Linked DNA regions of Rattus norvegicus: region 1 is linked to region 2. A link is a contact called in public Hi-C data. All regions are on one chromosome and are shown on one strand. Each heading gives the region's core, a stretch centred on a gene start, on an enhancer-like site or on the middle of the called end of the contact. The rest is flanking DNA. Distances are from core to core; before and after follow the strand shown.

The links. Hi-C and Micro-C count contacts between places; a contact is called where the count stands out from the background.
Region 1: a Hi-C map of liver shows a contact between it and region 2, with 2.0 times the contacts expected there. The contact joins the promoter of Osbpl1al here to the enhancer-like site in region 2. A contact is called at or near these places in 6 of 12 Hi-C or Micro-C datasets (frontal cortex, kidney, liver and 2 more) and 1 of 1 datasets of contacts at active chromatin or transcription factors (oligodendrocytes).

Annotation. Positions count from the first base shown.
Region 1 is chr18:4,280,416-4,287,868 of GRCr8, forward strand. It overlaps Osbpl1al (oxysterol binding protein-like 1A like), which reads left to right and starts at 6,021. Exons shown (of 3, transcript XM_039097409.2): 1 at 6,021-7,453. The coding sequence starts at 6,127. The coding sequence ends at 7,125. All of the region lies in intron 15 of Osbpl1a (oxysterol binding protein-like 1A), which reads right to left.
Region 2 is chr18:4,209,534-4,216,500 of GRCr8, forward strand. It overlaps Osbpl1a (oxysterol binding protein-like 1A), which reads right to left. Exons shown (of 28, transcript NM_172023.1): 18 at 177-252. Among named protein-coding and RNA genes, the nearest start is that of Cabyr, 46 kb to the left of the region's middle. Within about 2 kb of position 3,223, at least 35 of the 93 cell types and tissues checked have an H3K27ac peak or open chromatin away from gene starts, as enhancers often do. A contact at or near this core is called in liver, where this site is marked.

The DNA of each region.
Region 1 (7,453 bases), core at 4,771-7,270, 74 kb after region 2:
GTGCACACTCACATGTGTGCACACAGAAAGCCACGCCTGCTTTGTGGCGCTTTTGAAAGGGGGAGGGGGCACACTAAGGCGCACCCTCCCACCATGTAGCAAATGAACAGTTCCAAAAACAATGTAAAATTAATGCTTTGCAAGACAAGTGTGGCCCAATGTCAGGAAGGGATAGTCTGACAATTTGGGGGTAATATCTGCATAGAAAATGTTAGCAACTCTTCTTACATTTTTCCTCACACTCTTAGGATACTTACTATTTAACTAAAAAATTAAAAAACAAAAACAAAATAAACCTGCTATTGATAGAGATGCAGAGAACGTTGATCCTTTGGCATTGTTAACAGGAACATAAACTAGAAGGTACACTTCCTGTAGAAAGCAGTGTGGTGGAGCTCATGGAGCCACAAGTATTGTATGACAGCAGGCATGTTCCTAGGTATACTAAAGAACCACAATGAGCCAGACTTAGGAGTCTTTGCATGGCCATGTTCACAGCAGCATTCTTTACAATAGCCAAAGGTTCTCCCACCAAGGGTGCATAAACAAAAAATAACACACATACGGCTGGACATTTTCTGCTTCAGATATAGGAATCCTGACCCATGCTCCAACAAGAACGGCACTGAACATGTTATGGTAGATGAATCCAGTCAAAGAGAACAGGACAACTACTGCGACTACGCTATGATTCCTCTTGTATGAGGTGCAGTACCGCATCAGCTTCACAGAGATGGAGAATAGAACAGGGTATTGTTTCATAGACAGACTTTCCCTTACAGGTGAGACACTGCCAAGGGTGGACGGGACAGCTGGAAGACGATGCACATGTGTTTAACAACTCTGACTGACATACCCAGTGTAGTTACAAAGGAAAGTCCACTGTGTATCTGACTCCCTAAAATCTTTTCTCCAAATATTAGACTAAAATATATAGTTAAACTCATCTACAGAAAAAATTTAAAACCTCCCATTATAATATATGCTGTATATTTAACTTGTATCCTTGAAACTATCTACAACAAAGTCAAGATAAAACGCAAATGTTGTTGGCATAAAAAAAACTACTAATCCCACTTAGAGGAAAATCCCTAAATATACTTCTGTACACAAATACACAGCATATACCACTAATCACAAGACAACACTGCAATTCAGAGGCTGCCCACAGTGAAGTCGTGAACATACAGAAGACCTCGACAGCCTTTACTAGGACCCCTATACGACAGACCTATGTAGATGCCGAGGACAAGCCCTGCATGTGGCTCTCAGTTCTCTAAAGGCCAAACAGAAAGAGAAATATAATCAATTATGAACCTTTAATTGTCCACAAGGAGAGGAAAAAAACACAGTTCTTCAGGGAAAACAAACTCCCTCTTTGCCCTTAGCTCTAATTTCTCATCCAGCATATGAGAATATGAGTGCATAGGACAAAGGGATCATGTGAGTAAGCACATCATTTCTCAAAAAGCACTCCAAAAGAAACTGAGGTGTACGTGTGTTAGAACTTGGTGAGGGCCGCTTTCCAGGATCGAATGAACACAACCCAGGTTACAGCATTCTGATAGTCTAATTTAATCTCAGGACAATACTTAGACTATCTAGAAAAATGTTTATGTTCCTTTCTTCTGAATCACAATTTATCCCAAGCAGAATTTCTTCCAAGAAGACAGACAACAATTTCCTGTTGTGTGCCTTGAATACAGGTATTCTGTTGGAAGTCTGAAGTCAATATTCTTGGCCATTTGCTTTTCTTATTTCTAAACTGGATGTGCCTTTGCCAAGGTGAGAAACTAGTTTATCCAAAGACCACACCGACACTGACAAAGGGGGGCCACCTCCTCCTGTGGACCTTGCCTAACTATAGCTGTATTTGTTCTTTGGCACTAAACCCGGAGGCAACACTCTAACCTGAGCTCTAAGTTGTACACTCTCCTACCTATATAAGCTTACACAACTAGGCCAGCCTGTCTCCAGGCCCTAGTCCCCTCCTCTGAGAACAAGTAAGTCTATTTCTTTTCTGTGTTCCATGGAGCTGTCAGGTGATGAGAGGGTATTTTTACTTTCATTGTCCATGTACTTACACCTAATCCCAATGAAACCCATAAAACTAGTGAGACATGCCATACAAGATTGACGGATTATTTTCAATTTTCAGGAAGAACTAAAAGAAAAAATAAATGAGGCATATATTCAAATCCTCTCTGTCATATGCAAATGAACAAAGTCACACTCACAGAGCATCATTTCTCATTCAGCTGTTCAGGGTTCAGAATCTACTACACAGTATCTACTACTGAAACATTCTTGTGAGTGGAAGCTGATTGCTCAGAATTGCCCCGACCCCCGTAGCGAATGGAGCTCAGTAAAGAAGAGCAGGTGTCCCCGGCACAGGCTTCCCTGCCTCAGCACAGGTACAACTGTGCGCCGCTGCCCTTCCCTTCACGGTCCATGTCCCATCACGGCATCTCTCATCTAGTACATCACGCTGGAGCATGCTATAGAGCATGCGATAACTACCTAAATATAAAACTAATAATAAATTTATTGTTTTCCCATATCAGTTTCAATATAACTTGTGGTGGAAAGGACTTAAGAAGAAACCCTATGTTACACAGGAAGACAGCAAGCTTTGCTAAAATGCTTGCCCAGAGCCAAAGACCAAGCTCTCTTTGCTACTTGAACTGGTGCCTCAGGTCCCACGGCGTAGCCCCTTTTCCATCTAGGCATCCCTCCTAGGTGCTCCACCTGCCGTAACTCATGTGAACCTGTGAGCACTTAGGAAACTAGACGCATGGATCCAGAGACATGGTTACCAAATGGCTTTTAAAGAAACTACTGCAAAGCAAGAAGGGACAAAAGACAGAGGCAAGGAAATGATTGACATGAAAAAAATAAAGTGTGTGGCGAGGGAACATGAGTGACAAGGGAAGGAGAGCCCACAGAGAGAAATGAAGAGTAACAGACCCACAGCAGGGAGGGAAGGGAGAGGGGAAAGGGACATGGAAGACATCCAAACCGCCTCCAAGTTTCAGTTGTTGTAAATATAGTAGGGTGTCTGCTTACACAGCTCACCTTAGCACCTGCAGCCTGTCAAGAAGCAATCTTGAAATGCAATGTTACAGAACACAAAGTGACGATAAAGCTAGCGATGACATTCACTAAATTACAAACTGCTCAAACACAAGAATAACTACAATCTAGAAAAGAATAATGTTGAACACAGTGTCTACATTTCCAGAGAATAAAGTATAATTCACATACAAACAATAAAGAAAAGGTTAACTCACAGAAAGTGAGAGAAAACTGTAAATTTTAATTTAAAATAATAAGGTAAAATAGATGTCACAGCTAAAGGTAGATCTTTGAAAATACAGGCAGGCAAAGTTTTAACGAAACTTATTTGATGGTTACAGATTAATTTGAAGAAAGGGGGAAATGCTTTCATAAATACTCTAAGAATATATATTAAAAATAGAGCATAGCTATATATCCAAAATAAATTTAAAAGACAATAAAGGAGTTCTAATGAAACCTTCATAACAAGAAACTTCATAACAGACTTTAATGGGAAGGGGATGTCCTTAGAAATACATAACTTGCCAAAGCTAATGCTAAAAGAAATAGAAAACCAAAGTGGTCCTATAATTAGTTAATATGTTTAAATAGTAGTTCACAAAACTTATAAAGGATAGTTTTGTTAAAATTTTTCTACTAAACTTCAAAGACTAGATCAATTTTACACAAGCTGTAGGAACATAGCAGAGTGAATACTACCAAACTGACCTTATGACATTAGAATAACCTTCACATCTGATGAAGACTAAAAAGTTGCAAGCCATTCTCACTTATAAAAAGAAGGTAAAATCCAAAGTTTAGCATTGTTCCTGACTTTAAAAGATAGAAGAGGGGGCTGGAGAGATGGCTCAGCAGTTAAGGCCACTGACTGCTCTTCCAGAGGTCCTGAGTTCAAATCCCAGCAACCACATGGTGGCTCACAACCATCTGCAATGGGATGAATGCCCTCTTCTGGTGTGTCTGCAGACAGCTATAGTGTATAAATAAATAAATCTTAAAAAAAAAAAAGATATAAGAATGAAATGTGAACATCATCAGTATGGTAAATGATAATTATTAACTATTTTTTTAGTTAATTTGTAGAGGTTACCATCGTTTGTTTTAAATCTTGGGGAAAATGTGGATTCACTATCACACCATCTATCCAACATTGCCCTGAAAGCCCTTACCAGGAAATTATGGACAAGAAAAAGAAATCCTAAACATAAGGACTAGAACAGAGCACAACTGTCAGGATTTGTAGATCACGAACCAGAGATAATCAGTCTACAGCTATAATTTCTACAACCTTGCTCTCTCTGTCTGTCCACTGTTCTGCTGGCTGTGGTCTGGCTTCTTCCTAAGTGAGCATAAACGTCCTCACACTCAAGAGCCCACTGGCCGCCTGGCTCCAGCAGCTGAGGCTACAGACAGTCCTCACCTGTACTCCTCTACACCCTGGCTCCTGGCCTCGCCTGCTTTGGGGCTCTCCCCTGCTGTCAGGCTGACTTCTCTTGGTGTCCTCCCTGTTCTCTCCTTTCCTCATATTTGCTGTCTACATGTCACTGTTGTTCCTTTGATTTCAAACTTCATGTCTGTGGTATTCCTCACTTTTGGGCCTCTGAGAATGAAGGATGTTGGGGGAAGTACCAATGATTCCTCAGCTTTCATAGGACAAGGAAGGGTGTGTCAACATGTCAAAATCAGAGCTAACTCACCTTCCCACATTCCTATTCCCTACCTATGCAGTAATTTGTACCAGAAAGCTGGGAGTCAGCTGGACTCCACCTTCCCCTTGATGCCTCACATCAATCCAACTTAGGCTTTATGAAATGCCTCTGCTCTGTAACTTCCTCTGCTTATGTAACAAACCTGACTTAGTCCTATTCTGTCTCTTGTATCCCTGTCCCTTGATGTCCTGATTGCAGGCCTGTCCTCCAATTCTCCTAAATAACAAATCTGATCAAATTTCTCCTTGGGTAAAAGTCTTTCAGTGACATTAACTTCTAGCCTAGGTTTAAAACTCTTTAAGCACATTCCACAAAGTCCTTAGGAGAGACCTTGCTTGTCCTCTCCTGACTCTGTTCCAGCCGTTAACTCTGCTAACATTCACCCTTTTGCTTGCTTTTGACTTGTTGCTTCTGTAAAAAATCTTCAGCCTCTGGATCCTGTAGGACTCTCTCCAGAGTACTGAGATAAAAGGTATGAGCCACCAGAGTATTAAGAACTCATCAGTTTATACATCCTATTTTAAATGTGCTTTTATAAACTATCGTATGTGTGAGTAATGCACTTCATTTTATTGTGAAATAACTGAGTTATATTCTCCCATTTTGTACAGTGAAGAAAGAACTGAGCAAAAATACTATGTGGGTCATTTTTACCATCAATGAAATTCTTGAAAATTAATCTATAAAAGGCCCCTAAAGAAGAGCACTGCAGTCTAGCAACTGTATTCACAAGGATTCAACTTCCTTTACGTCCAATCCTGGCAAAAGTAACATGGAGACATAAGCTGAGATAACTGCTCAGTCCTTACATCGAGACTGAACACTTACCAGACCAAAACTGACCTGATCAAACATTGCCTGTGAAGCTCCATCCTGTGGAATGGAGACTTTACACTCTGCCCCCATCATCTACCCTGCACTTTGTCCACCAACACGAATTGCAAGCATTTTTCTCTTTTCACACTGCTTTCTGCCAAGCAATGCCTTCATGAGCCAAATGCCGCCTTTGAATCTAATTAAAGTGAAGAAACTTTTAATAGCTTCTATAACTCTTAAGAGCTATACCAGCTCTACCCTCCCATCTTTCTCTCCGGACCATTTCCCTCCAAAGAAAAAAAATCCAGCCCAACTGAAAACCAGATCCTCGGAATGCCAGGGAGCGAGATGCCAGCGAGCTTAAGCTACAAAGACAGCGTCTGGGTAATGAAAAACCCTTCATCAAAACGTTCGAAAATGAAAGCCCCCGCTATACACAAGACTTCTCTCTCCTCAATCCGCCCATGTACTTCCGCTGGCTCTAGGAATTTCAGCAATCTCTGAAACTGCCCTGGTTAAGTTCATGTCAATGTCAGAGAGACAGGAAAAAAATCACCAACTTGGAAGGTTATTTAGGACAATTGTCTGTCCCAGCCTTACTCCTCCCACTCCAGCCAGGCTTGACCTAATACTAACATATGAATGTGAGACAACAGCCAAGGGCTGTTCCCAGGGGGCTCTTCTAGGAATCCAAGGGACAAACACCAGGCAGAGAACCCACCCCAGCCCTCCCCACTGGCAGAGGAAAGGGGACACTGGGTCTCGTGGCTACATCACCCCGCCCCAGGCAGTAAAGGCTCCATTGGGGTCCGCACAAACCCGTCCAACTATTCTTGGATCAACTCACATCCCTGGATCACATCTGGCTGTTCCCCCCTTTCTTGCCTTGTGCGAGGGCGGCACCCCAGCCCCCATCCACCAGAGCTTCCAGGGAAGGGCTGAACAAGCACACAAACCCACCCACCTGGGCTGGGTCTTGAAGACCCAGGCTGGTGCGCTGCACCCCAGCTCCTCCGCAAGCTTCAGCACAGATGTTTTCGGCCTGCTCTCCTTCCCTCCAGACAATCTGATCGGTGAGGCACGACCCAGGGCAGTACCGCAAGGTCTCCCTAAGTCACCTCTGCGGCCCGCCCCTGGTCCGGCAGCTGCGCCCGCCTTCCCAGCAGCGGTTGAGGTCGAACAGAGGCTCAGCCGGTGGCCCAGTTCTCCGCTGCTTGACCACAGAGGTCGGCGCTGCCCCTCGCCCTGGCCGCTGGGCTCGGCCTCAGACCCGCCCTCCAGGGCTCACCCGCCCGCAGAGTCCCAGCCGGTAGAGCTGAGCCGGCGAGCCGGCGGGCTGTGTGGCCTGCAGCCTACAGCAGGCGGTTCCCTTCCTTGTGGTCACAGTCCCTCCTCCTCTTCCCTGGTGTGTCGACTCCGGGAAGCTCAGGTAGGGACCGCTGCCGCGGAGAGCCTGCCCACAGCCTCTAAGCCGCTGAGATTCTCCAAGGAGAGAAGTAAGGGATCCTGGCTCATAGCGTGAGCGGCGCACACAGGCTCCTGCAAGGTCCTAGAGTGGCCTTGTGCTCAAGCCCTCTCCTTGACAACTTTTAAACGGCCAGCACTCTGCTGCTGAGGAAACTCACTAAGGCGAAAGGCATGCTCTTTGCAGTCTTGGCTGCTGCAGAAGGGCTCACTATCCCTAAAGCAGAGCGAGTCTACATTACTTACTTACACCCCAGTGGGTATGAGCTGAAGCTGAGCAGAGTCAAACATTCTGCTCTGCTAACCACTTAAGAGAGATGGCTTCTCATTCTGAGCAGCCTTGAAGGATAGACAAGGACTGCAGGGGCCGACTTTCCCCCACACAA
Region 2 (6,967 bases), core at 1,973-4,472:
TGACCCTGACTCTTCCGGGAAAACCTAATGTGTGGCTGAGGTCCTTACGATCATGGCTACTTCGGCAACTGTCAGGCCTCACCTGCATGTCCTCTTGTTTTTGAGACCCCTTCCCTCCCAAGGCTGTGCAGGCAGACAGGCTGCTGCTGGGTGCTGAGGACGCAGAGGCAACTCACCATCCCAATGCATTTCCTGAGGATGCTCCAGATGCTGAAGTCATTTCTGGAGAACATGGGTGATGGCAGGCTTGTTCTGGGGAAAACAAGAAAACATAGTTCATTTTGGAAAGAAAAACATGTTGTCACTGACCTGAGTGTAGGCACACACATGTACAGACATACTGCATAAATGTGCATTGCCACAGACATGGCAAAGCAGGGGCCACACTGGGTCAGCATTGCTCTGACCCCTGAAGTCTTCAGAGCAGATAGACAGGCCCTTTGTCTTCAGTGCTGTGATGACTGCAGTCCCCTCAGTCCTTCCTGATTCCCAGAAGGCTGATCGCCTCACTCTACAGAACCCCATATGTGCTTCCGTGTGTATCTCTCTGTCTTCTGACTCAACACCCAGTAGCCATCCTGTGACCTAACAAACTAGCACACTCTAGCCAACTGCTGGATACAAAGTGCCATCCTAAAGCACTTTAGGAATTAAGTGAGCAAATACAAACAAATGATCAAAACAGAAGCACAGCTGAAGCCCCGCATTTCACAATTCAACCTTGACCAGGGCACTGACATGAAGAGAAACCGAGATCTCTGTACATCAGAGATTCTTTAAAAAGCAAACCTTGACAGGGGGAGTGTTTTCAAGTCCTCTGCAGGGAAAGAAGCAAGACAGACCGTGCTTTCAATGATAGGGGTCTCCAGCTTGGATTTCAGGCACTTGGAAGTCTGGCCTGGTAGGCAGGGTTCCAAGCCCAACCCAGAGATCAGAACAACAGTCCTATGGTAGGGAAGGATGAGTCGGCCAGGTCAGCTTTCTACAGCAGGTGGCAATAACTCAGCTCTGCCAAGGGCACAAGAGCTGCCAGAGTTCGAGCTGCTTTCTAAGAGACATTCACATGTAATACTCAAAGCACTATGATACATGCTTATAATCCTAGCACCTGAAGTGGTGAGGCAGGGTGACTAATGAACAGAGAGGTAAATCTGTCTCCAACAAGAAAGCAAGGGGCTGGAGAAGGCTGAGCAGTAAACAGCACTGGCTACTCCTCTACAGGGCTTGGGTTCGGCTCCCAGTACCCACATGCTGGCTTACAAGCCCTGGAACTCCATTTCTAAGGAAGCTGACACCTTCTGGCCTCTACAGCCACCAGGCACACATGTGGTATGCTGACACGCCCAGGCAAATACGCATACATACAAAACACATTTAAAAAGAAAACAACGGGGGGTTGGGAATTTAGCTCAGTGGTAGAGCGCTTGCCTAGGAAGCACAAGGCCCTGGGTTCGGTCCCCAGCTCCGAAAAAAGAACCAAAAAAAAAAAAAAAAAAAAAAAAAAAAAAAAAAAAAGAAAGAAAGAAAAGAAAAGAAAACTACCACCAACAAAACTCAAAACAGCCAACAAAATTGTTACCTTTGAAAAACCCCTACGTCAATTTGAACTATAATGGGATTTTCAGTTTGAAAACAAATACTACTTAAAAGCTGCCATGGTAAAATTCTTCTAGCTTTCTTTCAGGAATATATATGGTTCATTCAGGAGAGCCTTCAACCAGCCAATATGCTAGAGTGGTGGCCACAGCCAGTATTTAAACCACATCCTCCATTCACCAAGACTACCAATCTCTGCGGCATGGACAATACATCCCGGGCATAGAACCCTAACACTGTCGCCATGAGAATTTCTAATACCGTGTTAGCCATGTACATAAGCATGCACATGCCTCTCCTCTCCTGTCTATGGGGCAGACTAGAGTACAGGAGCACCGTATCAATTGTAAACGTCATACAGACTGAAGGGTGCGGGTCCATGAGGATTTACATGAGAGTACAGGTGGGACCTACTGTTCCGACTAAAGACAAGACCAGAGGCGAGGAAGGCAACAGAGGTCTGGAAGTATGTGTCTGTGAGAGGCCTGCCATATACCCAAGGCTAGTTTCATAGTCTATGTAACTCCTGGCTGGTCCTGAACTCAATCTTTCTGCCTCTGAAGTGTTGCGATTACAAGTATGTACCACCACCCTGGATCTCAGAGGCATTTTTAAAAAGAGAAGCAGATAAGGGACCTCAAGTTTGGTAATTATTTACTATTAAGAAATTGCCATAGATTTGCCTGCCACTAGAGGTCCCAGTTGGGATATCCTCTACTTTTCCTTTTGTGTTATTTTATGAAAATATATTAATTACTTGTTTATGAGGAAGGCAAATTACCAGCAAAGATATGTATTCCAAATAAAACTAGAGAGCAGAGGTGGAAGGAATTCTGAGTGGGAATTTATTCTACAGATGGCTGGTTCTTCTGTGGGATACGCAGAGCCAGATGCAAACCCTTATTAGCCCACACTGTGCTATGAGTTGGTTAGAAACTATGAGAAAAATACCGTCCTACAAGAATATATGCTGTGCAGAAGTCTTGGCTTAACAATGACCTTAGAGTCATTGCTCATGACCCAAGGCTGCCAAGGCTGCCAGGAAGACAGGTGCAATGGCAGACTGTGCAGGGAGGCACACAGCCAAATGGCCCCCAGAGCCAGACAGACCGGGACCCAGATCTGGTGCCATTTTCAACAGTCTCCTTAGCATTGCTATGCAGGAACACTTACCAGAGCCCAGAGAACGTGTCTAGAAAACTAACTGGTAGTGAAGGGAATGTGTATTCTGGAAGAACACAGGAAGAAAGAGGTTAGGGGACAGGAGGCACAGAATGGGTCCTGGTGTATGCCACTTGGGGTGACAGGTTTAAACACCCTGCAATGCCCTTACTGTGCCATCTTCCCTGAACCTGCCTCATTTACCCTTCTCCACAGCACAGGTAATGTGATATCTGCACAATTCTTGTCTAATCCGTGACTGCTACCCAGTTAGAATGGAAGTCCCAGGAGATCGGGTTATTGACTGCTACAGCAGACGCCTAACACGGGGCCTAACACAGGGGACAGTGCTTGCTGGATAAACTACAGCAGACGCCTAACACGGGGCCTAACACAGGGAACAGTGCTTGCTGGATAAACTCTGGGCTGTACACACAGGGGAGAGTGCTTGCTGGATAAACTACAGCAGACGCCTAACACGGGGCCTAACACAGGGGACAGTGCTTGCTGGATAAACTCTGGACTGTACTCACTTTTCTCTTCTGCAAAGTATTTGGGTTTTGGTGTATCCAAGACAATAGGAATCACACTACAGATGTAAGCAGACATTAGAGAATTGGTCTAGGGGGAGAGAGATTCTGTACATCTGAGGAAGGGTTTCTGGCAGAGGCTGCATCAGGCACAGCATAGAAAGCTGACTTGTTCCAAAGGCCAGGAGTGCTGTCCTCCTGGACAGCCTCCAGAGAACAAGATTGGCCACACAGAGCTATCTACCCAATGCCGATGTGCAGCCATTCCTGCTAGAGAACACTACATATGATTTCAAATGTAGCAAGATCCAGGTTAATCAAGTAAAAAGGTAAGAAACAAACTAATTTTGGTCTTTTGGCGGGGGGGGAGGGACGACGACTATAGAATGACCCCAGAACCTCTTATGCTGACCACGTGGCTCCTGGCCAGCAGCACTTCTTATTCTGCAAATTTACGAGGAGAAACTTAGTTGGAGGACTGGGCAATGGGGCATGCTGAAGGGTACACTGGGTTCCCGGTCCTGTCCTGAGTCTCCAAGTCAGAGGCCCAGAACTAAGAGTGACAAGGACCAAAGACTGAGTCCTAGGCAACTAAGAACCAAATAAACTTTCTCACAAGTTTTACTTCACAAGTTTTAAAATGTATCCATTAAGAATATCTTACATGCATATAATATACTTTGATCATATTCACCCTCCAACTCCTCTAGGAATACCCCACCATGTTTTCCCTTCCAACTTTATGCCCCTCTCCAAATAATGCCAAGTCCCAAAACAGTCCAGCTAGCTACAGGAAGAAGGTCAAACAAATAGGGGGCATAGCCCTGGAAAGACTCTTCCTCTCCCAGCAGCCATCAGGGGCTGGTAGCTCTTAGGTATGGGTGGGACTCAGTGAGCCCCCCACCTGTGCATGAATGTGAACTGGCTTGACCCTGAGAGATATCAGCAGGAATCAGCTACTATACAGAGGAAGCTAACACGGAAAGGAAGTGCTGCGGCTTGAACATACAGGCAGCTGTCCTGGAGGTGCTGGATCCCAGTGAGTATTTCTTAAGATTGTGGAGGAAGGGAAATAAATTGCTCAAGAGTGCAAAGGGGATGAGGACGAGATGCCAGCTCACATCCTGCACAAGGAAACGCTAAATCTGCAGAGCCCATGCTCAGAGGGAGGGGAGATTTAAATAAGGATATGGTAGATTACTTTCAACTTATTTGTATCATACACTTCTCTATATTAAGATTTCCATCAGGACTATGCTACTGGATGGCAGTGCTAGCTCAAGACAGGAGTGAGAAGGCTTCAGCAGGGAGTACAGAGCAGCTATTCTCTTCCCCTCAAGTCCATCTGAGGGTCATTATCTTGCAGGCTAAGAAAGAACAATGCACTGTACCAGGGCTGGCAGTGTTCTGCCTGGCTCAGTTTTGGACCTTTGAATGAGAAGCCTCCTTAGCTTGTTTTAACTGTGTGATGGTGCTGTCTCTTCCTGTCCCACCATGATCCCCTGTTCCACACGCTGGCAGACAGAGTCTAAATGAGCTGAACCAAATGAGTTTATGAAGTCTGACTAAAGAACGCTGACCCCAAAAATCTTTCTGAGAAAAACTGTGCCAGGGCCTGTAAGCAGTCTCCTATTTCCTACCTCCAAGCTTGGACCCTTCCTTGGACAGCTGAAACCTGAAGAGACTGTCCTAAGTCAGGTCTCAGAAATTCACGATATGCAAAGACTGACCCATCTGCAGACCCCCCGCCCTCCTGTTTGCGACCCATGGACACGCTGAGCACACAGCACTTGCTCAAGAGACTCCTGGCAGAGGCAATAATGATAAAACAGGACAGATAAGACTAGGCTTCAACTAGAGCAAGGGGCACAGGGTGCGTCATCCGTCCACAGGCATTCCCTGGCTCCCAGGGCCACTGTGAACACAACTGTGTCATGAGGACGGCCATGCAAACGCTGAAACCTCAGCACCCCTGGGTGAGAGTCTGCTTCAGTGAGCGTCTGGATGCACATCTGGGACAGAACCAGTTATACTGCACTCCTGCTACTAGCTCACTCAGAGCCTTAGGATCTCCCAATGCAAGGGCTGCTGCTCACCGTACAATTATCTCGTCGCATTTGGCAGGTAGATATGTTAAATACTTGGCTCACTACCTACTTGGGAGGTGATTCTGTTTTATGATTTGTAAAGTAAAACATTCCCTAACCAACTACATATATTATCACTACAATGAGTATAAAACAAACAGCTATCTCTCAGTACTGTCAAGACATGATATAAACCCAATGGGCCCTAGGTATGGCTAAGTGTAGGGGCTAAATCATTTAACTCACAAAATTTGGCGTTCTTGTACTTTCAGGAATAAGAATTCTGTATCAAGCCTGAAGCACACAATCTTCACAAATTTACAAAGAGGTTGCCCTGTCTACCCATGCCCACGCCTTGGGAAATCAGACACTTCATACTAACTCATCAACTGGCCTGGCCTTTCATGGCTGCCCCACAGACCTGTCCTGAGGTCAAGGGTGGGAGCTCTTCTGCCTGTCCTCACCTCAGCCATCACAGCCACAAATAAGCACCAGTTGTTCTCATAGTTAAACTACACACAGCACTGACCCTAGGTATCAAGTCAGGCCAGGGTTAGAGTCTGATTCATACAAAGATGAAGTCAAAGCCAGACAATGGCACAAGACGTTACACTGAGAAAGTATGGCACCCATCACAGAAGAAGTCCAGACAGTGGTACAAGACGTTACACTGAGAAAGTATGGCACCCATCACAGAAGAAGTCCAGACAGTGGCACAAGACGTTACACTGAGAAAGTATGGCACCCATCACAGAAGAAGTCCAGACAGTGGTACAAGACGTTACACTGAGAAAGTATGGCACTCATCACAGAAGAAGTCCAGACAGTGGTACAAGACGTTAAACTGAGAAAGTATGACACCCATCACAGAAGAAGTCCAGACAGTGGTACAAGACGTTACACTGAGAAAGTATGGCACCCATCACAGAAGAAGTCCAGACAGTGGCACAAGACGTTACACTGAGAAAGTATGGCACCCATCACAGAAGAAGTCCAGACAGTGGTACAAGACATTAAACTGAGAAAGTATGGCACCCATCACAGAAGAAGTCCAGACAGTGGTACAAGACGTTAAACTGAGAAAGTATGGCACCCATCACAGAAGAAGTCCAGACAGTGGTACAAGACGTTACACTGAGAAAGTATGGCACCCATCACAGAAGAAGTCCAGACAGTGGTACAAGACGTTACACTGAGAAAGTATGGCACCCATCACAGAAGAAGTCCCAGGAAAGAAACATTAGAGACAATTACGGTTCATCCTGGGTTGTGTCTGTTGATGTGGCAGCTGCTCCATTCTCAGGGAAGAACTGGGAGAGGAAAAGGGCACCTCAAACACACTACAGTCTTGTCCCTCAGAATGCTACAAACACTGGTCATTACAAAGAAAGGGAGAAAGAAATAAAAACAGACAAACAAAATCTGACTTAGTTCCTGTTGTTTTCTCCCCAAACCACCAATCCTAGAGTAACAGCACCAGAGGGCAAAGATTCAGATGAAATCCACGACTAAGAAATCAAGAAATGAAGTATTATACAAAGACAAGTTAAGTATGAAAATCAGTACAGACTATGAAAATGGGATGAGGAATAC